Linked DNA regions of Mus musculus: region 1 is linked to region 2. A link is a contact called in public Hi-C data. All regions are on one chromosome and are shown on one strand. The core of a region is the stretch at or near the end of the contact, and the rest is flanking DNA. Distances in the headings are between cores, read along the strand shown.

Evidence for each region. Hi-C and Micro-C count contacts between places; a contact is called where the count stands out from the background.
Region 1: a contact with region 2 is called in a Hi-C map of the G1E-ER4 cell line, with 5 times the contacts expected there. The contact joins two enhancer-like sites. A contact is called at or near these places in 7 of 39 promoter capture datasets (the 3T3-L1 cell line, the C10 cell line, the HPC-7 cell line and 3 more), 3 of 15 datasets of contacts at CTCF or cohesin (the NIH/3T3 cell line, large pre-B cells and pro-B cells), 27 of 484 Hi-C or Micro-C datasets (the C10 cell line, the C2C12 cell line, CD4 T cells and 14 more), 4 of 115 datasets of contacts at active chromatin or transcription factors (the 230-238 cell line, bone marrow-derived dendritic cells, bone marrow-derived macrophages and 1 more) and 4 of 9 other capture datasets (adipose tissue, embryonic stem cells, liver and 1 more).

Annotation. Positions count from the first base shown.
Region 1 is chr1:161,191,274-161,197,674 of GRCm38.p6, forward strand. It overlaps the pseudogene Gm6185. Among named protein-coding and RNA genes, the nearest start is that of Tex50, 35 kb to the left of the region's middle. Within about 2 kb of position 4,403, at least 271 of the 459 cell types and tissues checked have an H3K27ac peak or open chromatin away from gene starts, as enhancers often do. A contact at or near this core is called in the G1E-ER4 cell line, where this site is marked.
Region 2 is chr1:160,961,863-160,968,915 of GRCm38.p6, forward strand. Rc3h1 (RING CCCH (C3H) domains 1) reads left to right here. Exons shown (of 20, transcript NM_001024952.2): 15 at 409-622; 16 at 1,617-1,707; 17 at 1,846-1,978; 18 at 3,088-3,258; 19 at 3,811-3,926; 20 at 5,785-7,053. The coding sequence ends at 5,935. Among named protein-coding and RNA genes, the nearest start is that of Serpinc1, 13 kb to the right of the region's middle. Within about 2 kb of position 1,594, at least 2 of the 459 cell types and tissues checked have an H3K27ac peak or open chromatin away from gene starts, as enhancers often do. A contact at or near this core is called in the G1E-ER4 cell line, where this site is marked.

The DNA.
Region 1 (6,401 bases), core at 3,153-5,652, 230 kb after region 2:
TTAGAAACATAAAGATGCCACCCAGAAGGCAGCACAACAACATTTTTTTTTAGTGCATTAGAAGAAAAAAACAACAAAAACCCAAACCTGTTAGGTTAGACTTGTACCTCAGAGTATTTTGAAGTGAAGATGAAATACAGGTTTTCTCAAATACTTGGAAGTTGAATGGCTTTCTCATTTGCCGACATACACCATATAAAATGCTAAAAGAACCCGCCAGGCAGAAAGACTGTGTCAGGTGGAAGTTTAGATGTGGAATTTGATCTACCAAAGCCTCTGCCAACCGCTAACCTATTTTTGATGTCCGTGTCTGTGGGTTTGTCTGCTCTGGACAACACGTAAGTCAAACCATACAATGCAACAGTCATTCTTTATCCATAGTTAGATCCAAGTACCTCAGCACGTGTCTGAAACTACACATAATATGGAGTCCTAGACATCCTGCTTTGCCTCATAGCTCCACATCTATGATAAAACTTAATTCATAACGTAGCCTCATTAAGAAGATAAAAACAGTGTCTAATGACAAACAAGAAAAGTATAGCAATATGTTCTAATTAGTTACTTAAATCTTATGAGTTATTTATTTCTGCAGTCTTTCATTTTCTACATTGGGATCGCAGTTGGCCTCAGAGGACCAAACTGATGGAGAGTGGGGTCACAGTTACCACAGGACAGTGTGCGTGGCTTTTGTGACTGGCTTCTTCCACTTATAAGGTTCTCAAGGTCCTTCGTGCAATAATTAGAGCAGCATTTAGTTCCTTTCTGGGAGCGGGGGAATAGTGTCCTGCTAGACTAGGGGAGCAACCTCCTGCATACATGTATTCATTAGCTGACAAGCACTGACTTGTGAATAACTCTGAACATTCATGAACAAACATCCACGGAATATACTCCCTGGGTTATAGTTTACATCTCTCTCTCTCTCTCTCTCTCTCTCTCTCTCTCTCTCTCTCTCTCTCTCTCTCTCTCTCTCCCTCCCTCCCTCCCTCCCTCTCTCTCTCTCTGTCTCTCTCTCTGTGTCTGTCTTTTTCTATCTTGAGATAGGGTTTCTCTATGTAGTTCTGAGTATTCTGGAACTCACTATGTAGACCAGGCTGGCCTCACATTCACAGTGATCCTCCTGCCTCTGCTTCCCAGTTCTGGGATTAAAGGCATGCATCCCAGTGTCTGGCTATTTTGCACTTTTCTAAAATGAGCTTCTTCTGGACTCTGATGTTTCTTCAAGCTAAATGCGGTGTCTTAAGCTTTGTCTCATTCAGAAGCTTTAAAGTGTTTATGGCAGGGTGGATAGTTGGCTCAGCAGGTAAAGCATTTGTGTAATGTCAATAGTTCTGATCTTCCAGCACCCACTTCAAAGCCAGGTAGACTTGGTGGGTTACCTACAATCCTAGTGTGGTGGAGGCAGAGACAAAGACTCCCTGGAGCCAGCTGACAAGCCAGCCTAGCCCAAACAGTGATGCTTTGGGATCAGTGAGAGACCTAAGTGATGGGGAGAGTGACTGAGGAAGGTAGTTAATATCAACCTCATGCCTCACATGTGTGACTGCGTAAAGGCAACCAGACACGGTTATATGCAAACATAAGGTAAAAGGAAAGGAACAAACATTTGAGGCAGTGGGTATCAAAAGGTTGGCTTTAGTTGTCAACTCGTCACAACCTAAGGTCACCCGAGAAAAGAGTCTCTATGATTGCCTACATAAATGAATTGATAGAGCAAAACTCAGCTAGATCGTGCTGACCCACTATAATAGTTGCCACTGTGGGCAGCACTATTCCCTAGGCAGGGAATCTTGGCCTGTGTAAGTTTAGAGAGAGGGCTGAGTACAAGTAAGTCTGAACTCATGGATTTCTCTCTGCCTTTGATAATGTATGTGAAGTGACTAGCTGTTCTAAATGCCTTGTGTCTCAGCATCCCTGCTAGGATGGACTATAATCCGGAACTGTGAACCAAAGAAAACCCTTTTTCTGATAATTTGCTTTTATCATATAAGTTTTTGTTTTTGTTTTGATTTTTATTTTTGTTTTTTTCATAGCAGCAGAAGTGAAACCAGGACAGGGCAGTACCAGGGTGCTCCTGTTATATCCTTTGCCACTGAAAAGTCAGAAGGCAGAATAGGAAACTTAAAAAGTGTTAGCTGGAATTGTCTCAGACCCATGCCCGTTACAATGGTCTTCTTTTTCTGTTTTTTTCCCCCGTCATGTTCTATCTCTTCTCTGCTTTCTACGTGAGAGCATCATTTCCACGCTCCACATTAAATGACACCCTGTTTTTCCTTTCCCAGGTATTTCTAAGATGTACACGGATATCATCAGAGGGGAGTCGCTGATCATTTGTAGTTTCACATGCATTTTCTTTGGAATTTTTCGAGGTCACTCAACTGACACGTCCATGTTCAGAGGTAAGATGGTTGATGTTCTGTCTGTATACTTCCTAAGATTACTATTGAAACGAAAGTGCATTTGTCTCTGCATCTTTCTCTATACATTGCTCTCTGATCAATTAAAATGAGAAGTGAGGTAAACAAGAAAATATAACCATATTTGCATTTTAGTGATTGCTAAAATGCAAAGTGTGTGTTGGATTGATCTGTAATAGGCAAACTGGGGTATATGGGAGGGATGGAAAGAGGAAAGGGAAGGAGGAAATGATATAATTTTACAATCTAAAAAAAAAAAAAAGAAAAGAAGGAAAAGAAATAATTAAAAAGACCCATCTCTTGTCCCTCAGCATGCATACACACATAGACCAATTGCATCATCCGGCCCAGGTTATCCCTCTAGCTGGGATCAGCATGTATCTCAGTTGGTGGATGCTAAGAGTTGTGCGTGGTCTTAGATCTGAGGGTGAAGGCAAACAACTAATGCATATTGGTAAAACAATCCTAGGGGGACAACAGCCAGATTTGTGTGGCTAATGGTGCCTGGGATGCGGAATACATTCCCCTGACAGGTTTCTAGATGTCTCGTTAGTAGCTAGAGAAGAATGGCAGGAATCAGCACAGCGTGAAGGGGAGACATGAGCCCTGGGGACACATTTGTGGTAGCTGCAAGAGGGGGTGGGGAGGACCAAAAGCATAAGGAAGTGTTGGTGGAAATCAGGTAGATAATTTTAAAATGGCTTATTAGCACGCATTAACCATGTAACGGGCTTAGTTATGCTTTCATGATGTGTTTCAATCGTATCCACTCCTGTTAGTCTCTCCTGTCTCTTTCCCCACACTCCTTGTTCCTCTCTGCAGCCAGCCCTCCTGTCTAATGTCTTTCTGTGTGTGACCTAAGGAGTTTCATTGGGATTGTTTACCAGCGTGTAAGTGGGGGCTCACTTACATCCCTGGGGAAGTCTACATTAAGTAGATTTATCAGACTCTCACAGGGCACTCTGCCTGAGGAAGAACAGGCCCCCTGTTTACAAACCAGAGTGCAGTCAGTAAAAAAACAAAACAACACAGACAAACAAGCCAAAACCCAGATGGTTAACTCACGTTTTTCTTTCTCCCCTTTCTCTCCTTTCTTTTATGTTTAGAGTTACACATAATCATCGGACTCAGCTTTGATGTTTTTGGAAGCACCATATGTGGCTATTGGTGTACGAGAGTCATCCAGATTATATTGACCGACCTCTTTAGCAACACACTGACGAACGTTGTTCTCTGTTTCTCACTGGTGTACATGACGTTTTACCTTGGTAAGGCAAACAAACACAAGAACTGCCATCCTACTAGAGAGCCTGGGAGTCCTGGTTTGCCCTGCTCCTTTCCCCTGCTTCATGTCTTCCTCCTGTCTGTTACCACCCCCCACCCACCCACTTGTGTTTTGTCACATCACCTCTCTGTCAGATCTAGTTCTCTCCTGGCCTCTCATTGTAACCTCATGTCTTTGCGCTCCTATGTCTGGGTACTCTTAGCCCTTTGAGCTCTATTCTCTAACCCTACAGTAAGTCCATGGCAGTGCCCTAGAAGCGGAATCGTCATGGAGTTGTTTCTGTCTGGACTCTTGAGCTGCTCACCCCATAAAATGGGAAAAGTTGGCGGAGAAGTTCCCGAGGGCTTTCCAAGCTCGTCATCCTTCACTCACTAGACTAAAAGGTCCTTTCAAATAGCGATCTTTTCTTGAATCTAGAAGGTGGGAAACGAGAGTGGGGAGATCAAGAGTGCTTGTGTCAGGAAGAGAAGCTGGGGCATCGGGTAAGTTGCAGGAGTAACTGTACCCAGCCCCAGTGGGCCTTCCGTTAGTTCAGTTTTGTAAAATTGGGACTTGAGGTGTTTCAGCTCCCAGGAACCATATTAACTATGACCAAACTGCTTTTGCTCCCCTCATACACTGGAGCAACTTTAACCAATGAAGATCTCAGCCGTCTCTTACACCTCTAGCTAAGGAAAGGCAGTTTTCTTTTTCCTGTAGATATATCGCCACCTAGTGGTTGCTTACTGCCCTGAGCCAGTCAAACTAGCGAAAACATTCACGGAATGCTCGTTTCCTTCAGCTTTATTTCTTTGCTCCTTTGTGAAAGTTTTGTGGATGCCTTACTTCAGTTTTTCCACCTCCCTACCAGACTGTGAGCCTCTTGAATATGAGTGGCGCTCATAGTCAGCTCTTCACTCGATTAGTTTTTCCTCCTTTCAGCCAAGCTTAGAGTTGGTCAAATGCCCGACAGTAATTTAATACGTGCTGATCGAATGAACCAACATTCCTTCTCAATGTGTTTTTGAGTAGACAGAATCCAGATATACTCCGTCAATCAGCAACGTTGGGAAATACTTAGCCTCTTTAAGCTTGTCTCTTCTATACAATCGGTCTAACAATACTCCATTTGTGTAAGGCACTGCATGCATTAATGAAGCTTGCTATGCTTGTGAGCTGCGGCTACCCTAGGGACTGGCAAGAGCTCCTTGTGTACACAGCTCCTCCCACCTCCTTCTGAGTGACAGTTGTTCCTGGAGGGGGGCGGGGCGTGTCTCTCTCCCCAATCCCAGACACTTGTTTTTGAGCCTTTGCCAGCTCCCTACTGTGTTCAAGACAGGGTGGCTCATAAATGCTGGTTCATTTCTTCTTCCTAATAGGAATGGAGGTGTTTGCAGCCAATATTTGGTGTCCCCTTAGACAGATTAAATGGATGATAGCCAAGGGCAGAGTGCCAGGACCGGGTCGCAGAAGGCGTTTCAGCCTCCCTTTCACGTTAGAGGATTCCCAGCCCAGACACACACGTTTTCGAGTTGGGATGGGACTCTCACATAATTAACAATACAAGTTCCTTATTTTCATTTATCAATATAACCAAAAATGTTCCGTCACTTTGGCTCAAGTCATTGAAACACAGACATGGGGCTGGCGAGATGGCTCAGTGGTTAAGAGCACCGACTGCTCTTCTGAAGGTCCCGAGTTCAAATCCCAACAACCACATGGTGGCTCACAACCATCCGTAATGAAATCTGATGCCCTCTTCTGGAGTATCTGAAGACAGCTACAGTGTACTTACATATAATAAATAAATAAATAAATCTTAAAAAAAAAAAGAAATGGAAATTGGTAGTCAGTAACTTTATAAAAAATCAATTTCTTGAATGTGTTCAGAAATATATTTGAAGTCATGCTAAGAACTGATGCAGTTAATTACAAGAATAAGCTTTATTTAAAAAAAAGAAACACAAACATTTGATAAAAATGTGTTTAAAACTCAGCAAGAATATATATGATAATAAATAAATCAAGATCATATACATATGTGTATATATATATATATATATATATATGTATATCAGACAAAAATAAGAACTAGCATGTACTCAAAGAAACTGGAAATAAGAGTTTGACAGTTGTCCCCTATCAAAACATTTGCAGAACTGTTAGCTTTACTCAACTTGATTGTTGAAGTTAAATTCGTTAGGAAAGTGCATATATATATATATATATATATATATATGTATGTATATGTATATGTATGTATATATATATCCAAAGTGAAGTTAAGTGAATAGATAAATGAAAAGAATTTTGATAAGTGGTAGACCAGTGGATTAAAATCAGTACTGTAGTAGTCACAACAGTGGTTAATACTGGAATCACAAGAGTGGCCATCCATTGCCATGCACATATGCCAAGGAACATATCATCTAAGTTAATGCTTGCAATAAGGATGTGAGGTGCTATTCACCCCACTTAACACCTGCTTTGCAGACGTGGGGACATTAATGGAGAAAGGGGAGGTCACATCCCATAAGCATCGTGCTGTGCCCTGTTTGAAAGCTCTTCCACTGCTTGCTTGGATGTTCTTTCTCTTCCTTTCTGTCTACTGTCACCCTGGGCTCCTTGGAGACTCTGTAGCCCGGCACCTTTAGTATTTTTGTGTTCTAACATTCTCCCTAGACTATGTTTCAACATTTAGAGCCCAGTGAATTGCC
Region 2 (7,053 bases), core at 344-2,843:
CACTGAAGTAACATTACCAAAGTAATGCTAATTCCTTAAATTAGGAAAAATAAAATAAAACTACTAACCTAGTATAGATGCCATTAAAAGTTTTTCCAGATACATGAAAGAAGCCTTAACTCAGTGCCTCTCAGCATTGACTTATAGCTCAGGGGTAAAGTGCTTGCCTGACAAGTTAATGTTCATACATATGACTTAGGAATGGGTAGATTTATCATCTACTATCATCTGTCTGTAATTGTTGGTCATATAATTCTTACTGTGATCTAAAACCAATGTTTTATATGACATCCAAAGACAGCTAAAGACTTATTCTTACTAATAAGAACATCATACTCTTATTAACAACCCCTTTACAGAGCTGGTAGAAATTATGCTAAACATACTCTCATTTTTGCTTTTTGTTAGAATGTAGAAAGTAAAGGAACGAGAGAGCAGAGGTTGGACCTTCAGAGAAGAGCAGTGGAGACGAGCGATGATGACCTCATCCCGTTTGGAGACCGACCAACAGTCTCTCGATTCGGTGCCATCTCTCGAACATCCAAAACACTGTATCAGGGTGCTGGCCCACTGCAAGCTATAGCACCTCAGGGAGCACCCACAAAATCTATTAACATTTCCGGTAAGAATCCTAGAGTGGTAATTATGATTCTCAATGTAATTCTATCAGTGCTTTTAAGACTTTTTTTTAAAGATTTATTTATTGGTTATATGTAAGTACACTGTAGCTGTCTTCAGACACTCCAGAAGAGGGAGTCAGATCTCATTACAGATGGTTGTGAGCCACCATGTGGTTGCTGGGATTTGAACTCCGGACCTTTGGAAGAGCAGTCGGGTGCTCTTACCCACTGAGCCATCTCACCAGCCTGCTTTTAAGACTCTTAAAGGCAATTATTAAACTTTTCCCTATAAGAAAGCAATTGCACTTCAGGCAATTTTAGGAGTATAAACTAAAATTAACTCTTTCTATATTAAGACTGCTTGAGGGGCTAAGGTGTAAAGCTCAGTTGATAGAGTGTATGCCTAATATATATGAGACCCTGTATTCAATACCCCAAACCACATAAACCAGCTATGGCACATGCCAGTAATCCTAGTACTGGAGAGATGGAGGTAGGGAGATCGGAATGTTCAAGTGCAGCTTTGGGTGCATAGGGATTTCAAGGCTATTCTGGGCTAATGATCCTGTCTCAAGGGGGGGGGTGCTGCTTGTGACTTTTATCTTAAATAACTTCATTATTTATTAAAATAAGATTCTTGGAGTCTGAGGAGGTGACTGGCTGGATAAAGAAGATCTGAGTTTGGATCCCCAGTACCCACATAAAATGTAGGCGTGCGTGCGCGTATGCGTATGTGTTGTGTGTGTAATCCTAGTGCTTTGGGAAGATAATCTGACACCAACCCTCACCCCTACATTCAAACACTCGTGCACACAGTGAAAAGAAAGTATGCAAAACCTGAAGGTTCAATGGGGAAGAAACAAATGCATTGTCATTTTGGCAGACAGCTTTCTGCAGAGACAGATACCGTGTGCCGCTGCCTTCTGGATGATAGTGCCTTAGATGAATCAAACTGGTAAATGACATCATAAACCACAGTAAACTGTTCCTTTACAGATTACAGTGCATATGGAGCTCATGGTGGCTGGGGAGATTCTCCATACTCACCTCATGCAAACATACCTCCTCAGGGACACTTCATTGAGAGGTACAGCCATTCTTGTTCACTTGTTATAAATATCTGAAACATTTAGCTTTCCTTGCTTTGTTTTCTAGTCAGTAGTGATTTCACAAAATAAAACTTTATACAAAATTTACCTAATGGTTTCTTTCTTTTTTACCAAAGGGAGAAAATGTCCATGGCAGAAGTGGCCAGTCATGGAAAACCCCTTCTATCTGCTGAAAGAGAACAATTACGGCTAGAATTGCAGCAGCTGAACCATCAGATCAGCCAGCAGACCCAGCTACGAGGACTAGAGGTACAGACCTACAGATACTTTTTTCTTGTGTCAGGAATTTTGATGTAGAGTACCACTGTGTAGCCCACATGGCTTCAGACTCAGGATCCTCCTGTGTGGCCACATTGGTACTTACATCGAGCTTTCAGTGTTCAGCACTGTGCCCGTTTTGTGCTCTAGTTCTGAAGAGCTCCCAAGAATGTTAAGTTGGATATAATTTTCTTTCATCGTGTATATGTATTTTGTGGGGTGGTATGTGCACATGAATACAGATGTTGGAGGATCTGCCTGGAGCTGGAATTATAGCAGTTGTTGTAGGCCTCCTGACATGTATGCTGAGAACAAAACCCAGGGCATCAACAAGAGCGGTATCTGATCCTAACCATCAAAACACCTCTCCAGTCTCCTTAAATAGTAAGTTCTGAGACACAGTAAAGCAGCACGTAATTTTAAAGCCTTTGCCTAACGTTAGTATAGATATCCCTTCTTCAGAGGATTCAGAACTAAATTTAGTTCTTGGCTAATAGAAAAAGAATATTGTCTGAGAATAAACAGTAGTGGAGGAAAAAGGAAAGAAAGCCTGCCTCAAGAACATTGAGTTTTTATAGAAAAAAATATAGGATTTACATCATGGAAAATAGCAATGAGAAAGAAAGATACACATTTATAATTGATTTCTCTTTGAAATAGGAAAAAAGATTAAATTATTTTTGGTGCTGGAAATATGTCTTACCATTCTTGCAGAGGATACAAGTTTGGTTCCTGTCTTACAACTGCCTATAACTCAAGCTCCTGGGGATCCAGCTCTCCTTCTGGCAGCCATAGGCATCTGCATTTCTGTTTAATGTGTACATCGCAACATTCACACACGCCATCTCTGTCTCTGTCTCTGTCTCTCTCTCTCGAAAATAAAACACATCTTTTAAAACTCACTCTCCCTTAAAAATAAAATACATCTTTTAAAATTAAAACCATGTTTCTCAAGTGCTATTAAGACAAAATGTGTTTATAGTTGGGTTATTTTTACTGCAAACTTGTGGCTAGTTTAGTGGTAAAATACTTTGGGTAAAGTGTTTTCTATGTGGCATGAGGTGCGCTGAATTATGTGTGTGCTTGGCTTTGTGCACTAGGCTGTTAGTAACCGGCTGGTGTTACAGAGGGAGGTGAACACCCTGGCAAGCCAGCCACAGCCCCCTCAGCTGCCTCCAAAATGGCCTGGAATGATCTCAAGTGAGCAGCTCAGCTTGGAACTGCATCAGGTGGAAAGAGAAATTGGGAAGAGGACCCGGGAATTGAGTATGGTGAGTGCTGAAGGTGGGGAAGGTGGAATGAACTCTGTGACTCTAGAGCTGATTCCAGGTACCTTGAGGAATAAGTAATATTTAGGGTGATTCTAATAAAGATGAGTTGTCATCTGGTGGTATTATTATTTTAGGTTTGTCCTTTGTCAAAGACTTTGGGGAAAACAAGGGAATTAATTAGAAATTTTAAAGTTTCTGTTTAATGTACTCATTAGGGAAGCAGATGGGATGGTTGCTCTTTTGGACTCTGTAATATTAAGATATGTTTACACAATAAAATGTTACTTTTCATGGTCTTTTATAGAAGAGATATATAGTCTGTACACTGTTCTCTGTACTGCTTTTTCATGCTAGTTTGCAGCATTTTCAAAAGGTAGTGAGAAAAGGTGGGTTGTACTGTATACTTTAGTGTATACTCTCTCATCTACCTGTTTTTTATTGTTAATTCTTAGTGAAGTAGGAATGACTTTTTGTTTTTTTAATCCGTGTTGTGTGAATTTGGTCTAACCCATTACACCACAGATTACGGACTTTATTTCCTCTTCTTTTAAGGAGAACCAGTGTTCTGTAGACATGAAAAGCAAACTGGGTACAAGCAAGCAAGCAGAAAATGGCCAGCCCGAGCCCCAAAACAAGATCCGCACTGAGGACCTTACATTGACATTCAGGTAAAGAAAGGAACAGGAACACTTCTATAGACTTTAACCAGAGAGAGAGATAACTATCATCCTACCGTACACAAAGTATGAATGTTTTGATTCTTAAAAGATCTATTTTTTAAAAAAATAAGAAAATATGAATATATTCATTGGGTTTTTTTCAAGACAGGATTTCTCTATTCAGCCCTGGCTATCTTGGAACTCGCTCTGTAGACCTGGCTGGCCTTTAATTCAAGGCATATATCACCACTGCTCAGCAGGAGAAAAGAATATATTTTTACTAAATCTAGAATTAAAATTTTACTTTAGGAGTTAGAGTAGGATATAGCTACGGGCACTGGAGAGGCTGAGGTAGGAAAAGAGGAATTTGAGGTTAGTCTGGGCTACAAAGTGAGACTATCAAAACACGTGTATACACAAAACTTAGCACTTTACTGGGGCTCAGTACATTTTCTGATTACATTTTCTTCTCATTGCTTTAAGTGTGGTCTTATGCTTTTGACTTATAAAACATAATATATAGCTCATTTAATCATTTTTTAAAAATGATTAAAAGCCAACCTACTGCCCATTTTATTGCTACTGTTTTTGTTTCATTTTCATGCTGACTATTGAGCTCAGACCCTCACAAATTAGCACATATTTTTTACCACTAAGCTGTATTCCAGGGTTATGTTCCCCCCTTTCAGTTATGTACAAAACACTTAAATTTGCTAGTGTTGTAGGGTTAGATTAGGGTTTGTTGGTCGTTTGAGACAGGGTGGGATTAGGCCATCCACAGTCAACGTTTTTATTTGATCTCTCCCATAATACAGTATTTAATTCATTTGTATATCCTTATTTATTCTCTTTGGCATATTTGAAGATTTGAATCCTTAGTCCTGTGTTGATCTCTTGATTACCTAGAACAAGAATTTATAATATAACCTGACATGGTGGTACATGCCTTTATTCATAGCACTTACTGTTTGAGTTTGAGGTTAGCCTGGTCTATGTTGTGAGTTTCAGGATAGCCAGGACTATGTAGAAATATCCTATCTCAAAAATTAAAAAAATCAAACAGAAAAGAATTCTAATTGTCCTGTTGCTGTCTTCTTGGGTTTTGGCTTGTTTGTTTGTTTGTTTGTTTGTTTTTTGAGACAGGGTTTCTCTGAGTAGCCCTGGTTGTCCTAGAACTCACTCTGTAGACCAGGCTGGCCTCGAACTCAGAAATTCGCCTGCCTCTGCCTCCCAAGTGCTGGGATCAAAGGTGTGCGCCACCATGCCCAGTGACTATTTTGAATCTATACGCTTGCCTAGGTTCAAAATAAAGTTGGTAAATAGGAGGTTGGCACTTTTTCTTAAATTCCAGCCAGCAAATATTTTAAGCTACGGGTCTTTTGGGATGTTAGGGGCTGTAGGGGGGAGGAGTCTCACTACCTGTCCCTTCCTCCCAAGTGCTTGTCTCTACCATGCCTGTTTGTTTTAACTCTTAGTTCAGTTTTCTAATATGTATATGCAGGTTGTGTTCTGCTATAACCTATACGTATAGAGTAGGAAGCTTGTCAGTTTTAGTTTATCATCTATGCTACAGTGTGGATGAGGAGTTAGAATCAATATTTGGAAGCTATTTATGTAGTTATTTTTATTTTGGCTGTTTGAGACAGTCTCATTGTGTAGCTAGCCTTGGTTGGCCTGGAACCAATCTAACCTAAAACTGATAAAGACCAGCTGCTTCTGCCTTCTGCTTGAACTAAAGGCATGTGCTCTACTCCAGCCTCATGTTTTTCTACAGTGCTAAATAATAAGCCCTATTGATTGGATTTTATTTAGAGTAATTGCTTTTCTCTTTCTATAAATTCCAACTATTTTTTCATGTAATTTACAGTGATGTACCAAATGGATCAGCCTTGACACAAGAGAATCTCAGCCTCCTATCAAACAAGACCAGCTCTTTGAATCTGTCAGAAGACTCTGAGGGAGGAGGAGATAACAATGATTCCCAGAGATCAGGAGTTGTTTCCAATTCTGCTCCCTAGAATATGGGCACCTGCTTCTACCTTCTGCTCCTAATCAGTTCATGGGGCATAGGGATAGAAAAATGGATAACTTCTAAACTTTTTCTCTGAGTGGTCAGTGAAGTCCAGGAAAAGCACCGGAGGCAATGTGCACAAACACCACTACTAAACAAACCTGCACATAGTTCACATTGATGCATTTTTTTAATTTTAAGAAAAAAAAATTAGCAGTATCTGCAAGCAATTCAGATTAAATTTGTTTTTGTTCTGTGAATGAACTTTATTTTAATAACTTTGGACGCCTTGGATCCGGGGCTTTAAAAAAAAAGAAGATATTATATATACACTCTGTTTGATTAATTGTATGATCTTAATGAAGTAGGTTTTTCTTGTATTTTGGTATTATTACATACCCAGTGTATAATTCCTTTTCCCCAGTCCTTTCCAACTCTCACAACCCTGTAAACTAAAATAGACAAAAATGCACCGTTTCCAAGAATTCTGTGGTAATAGATTGGGTTATTAGAAACTGTGCAGCAAACTAATTTTATTAGAGCTATTCTTTAACCCCAGCCCTGTTTCTGGATCACTAGCTCTGTGGATAGATACTTGTTTTTTACAACATTAAAAGTTTATTTGAGTGGATATGGTTTTAGTTTCAACTTTTCAGAGATGTCAACATGCAGTTGATTGTTTGAGCCACATTTTGGTGTCAAGCATTCCTTGCATTATCTCCTTAAAATCTGAAAGCCTATTTAGTGTTTACAATGTTTAGTTAGATTTAAATGAAGATTATTTTATTTTAAGAATGAACTCTGAATTGGATATAATGGCTCATTCCTGTAATCCCTGGCCTCAAGATGTTGAGGCAGGAAAAAACAGAATAAGAAGAAAAGAAATGAACTTCAGCTTGTTAATAGTGAAAATAGGCATTTCCTGTTCTCCTATGTGGAGCTCATGTTGGAAAATTCGAGCTGTGTTTACAAATTAAACTTGTCTTGAAACCCTAGAATAGAAAAACCAGGACAGTGAACCATACTCTAAAGCTGGGAGCCGGCTCAGCAGAAGAGCACCGGCTGCTCTCCCGGGTTCTTGGCAGCACCTGCAGGGTGTCTCCCAGTTCCACTTTCAGGGACATG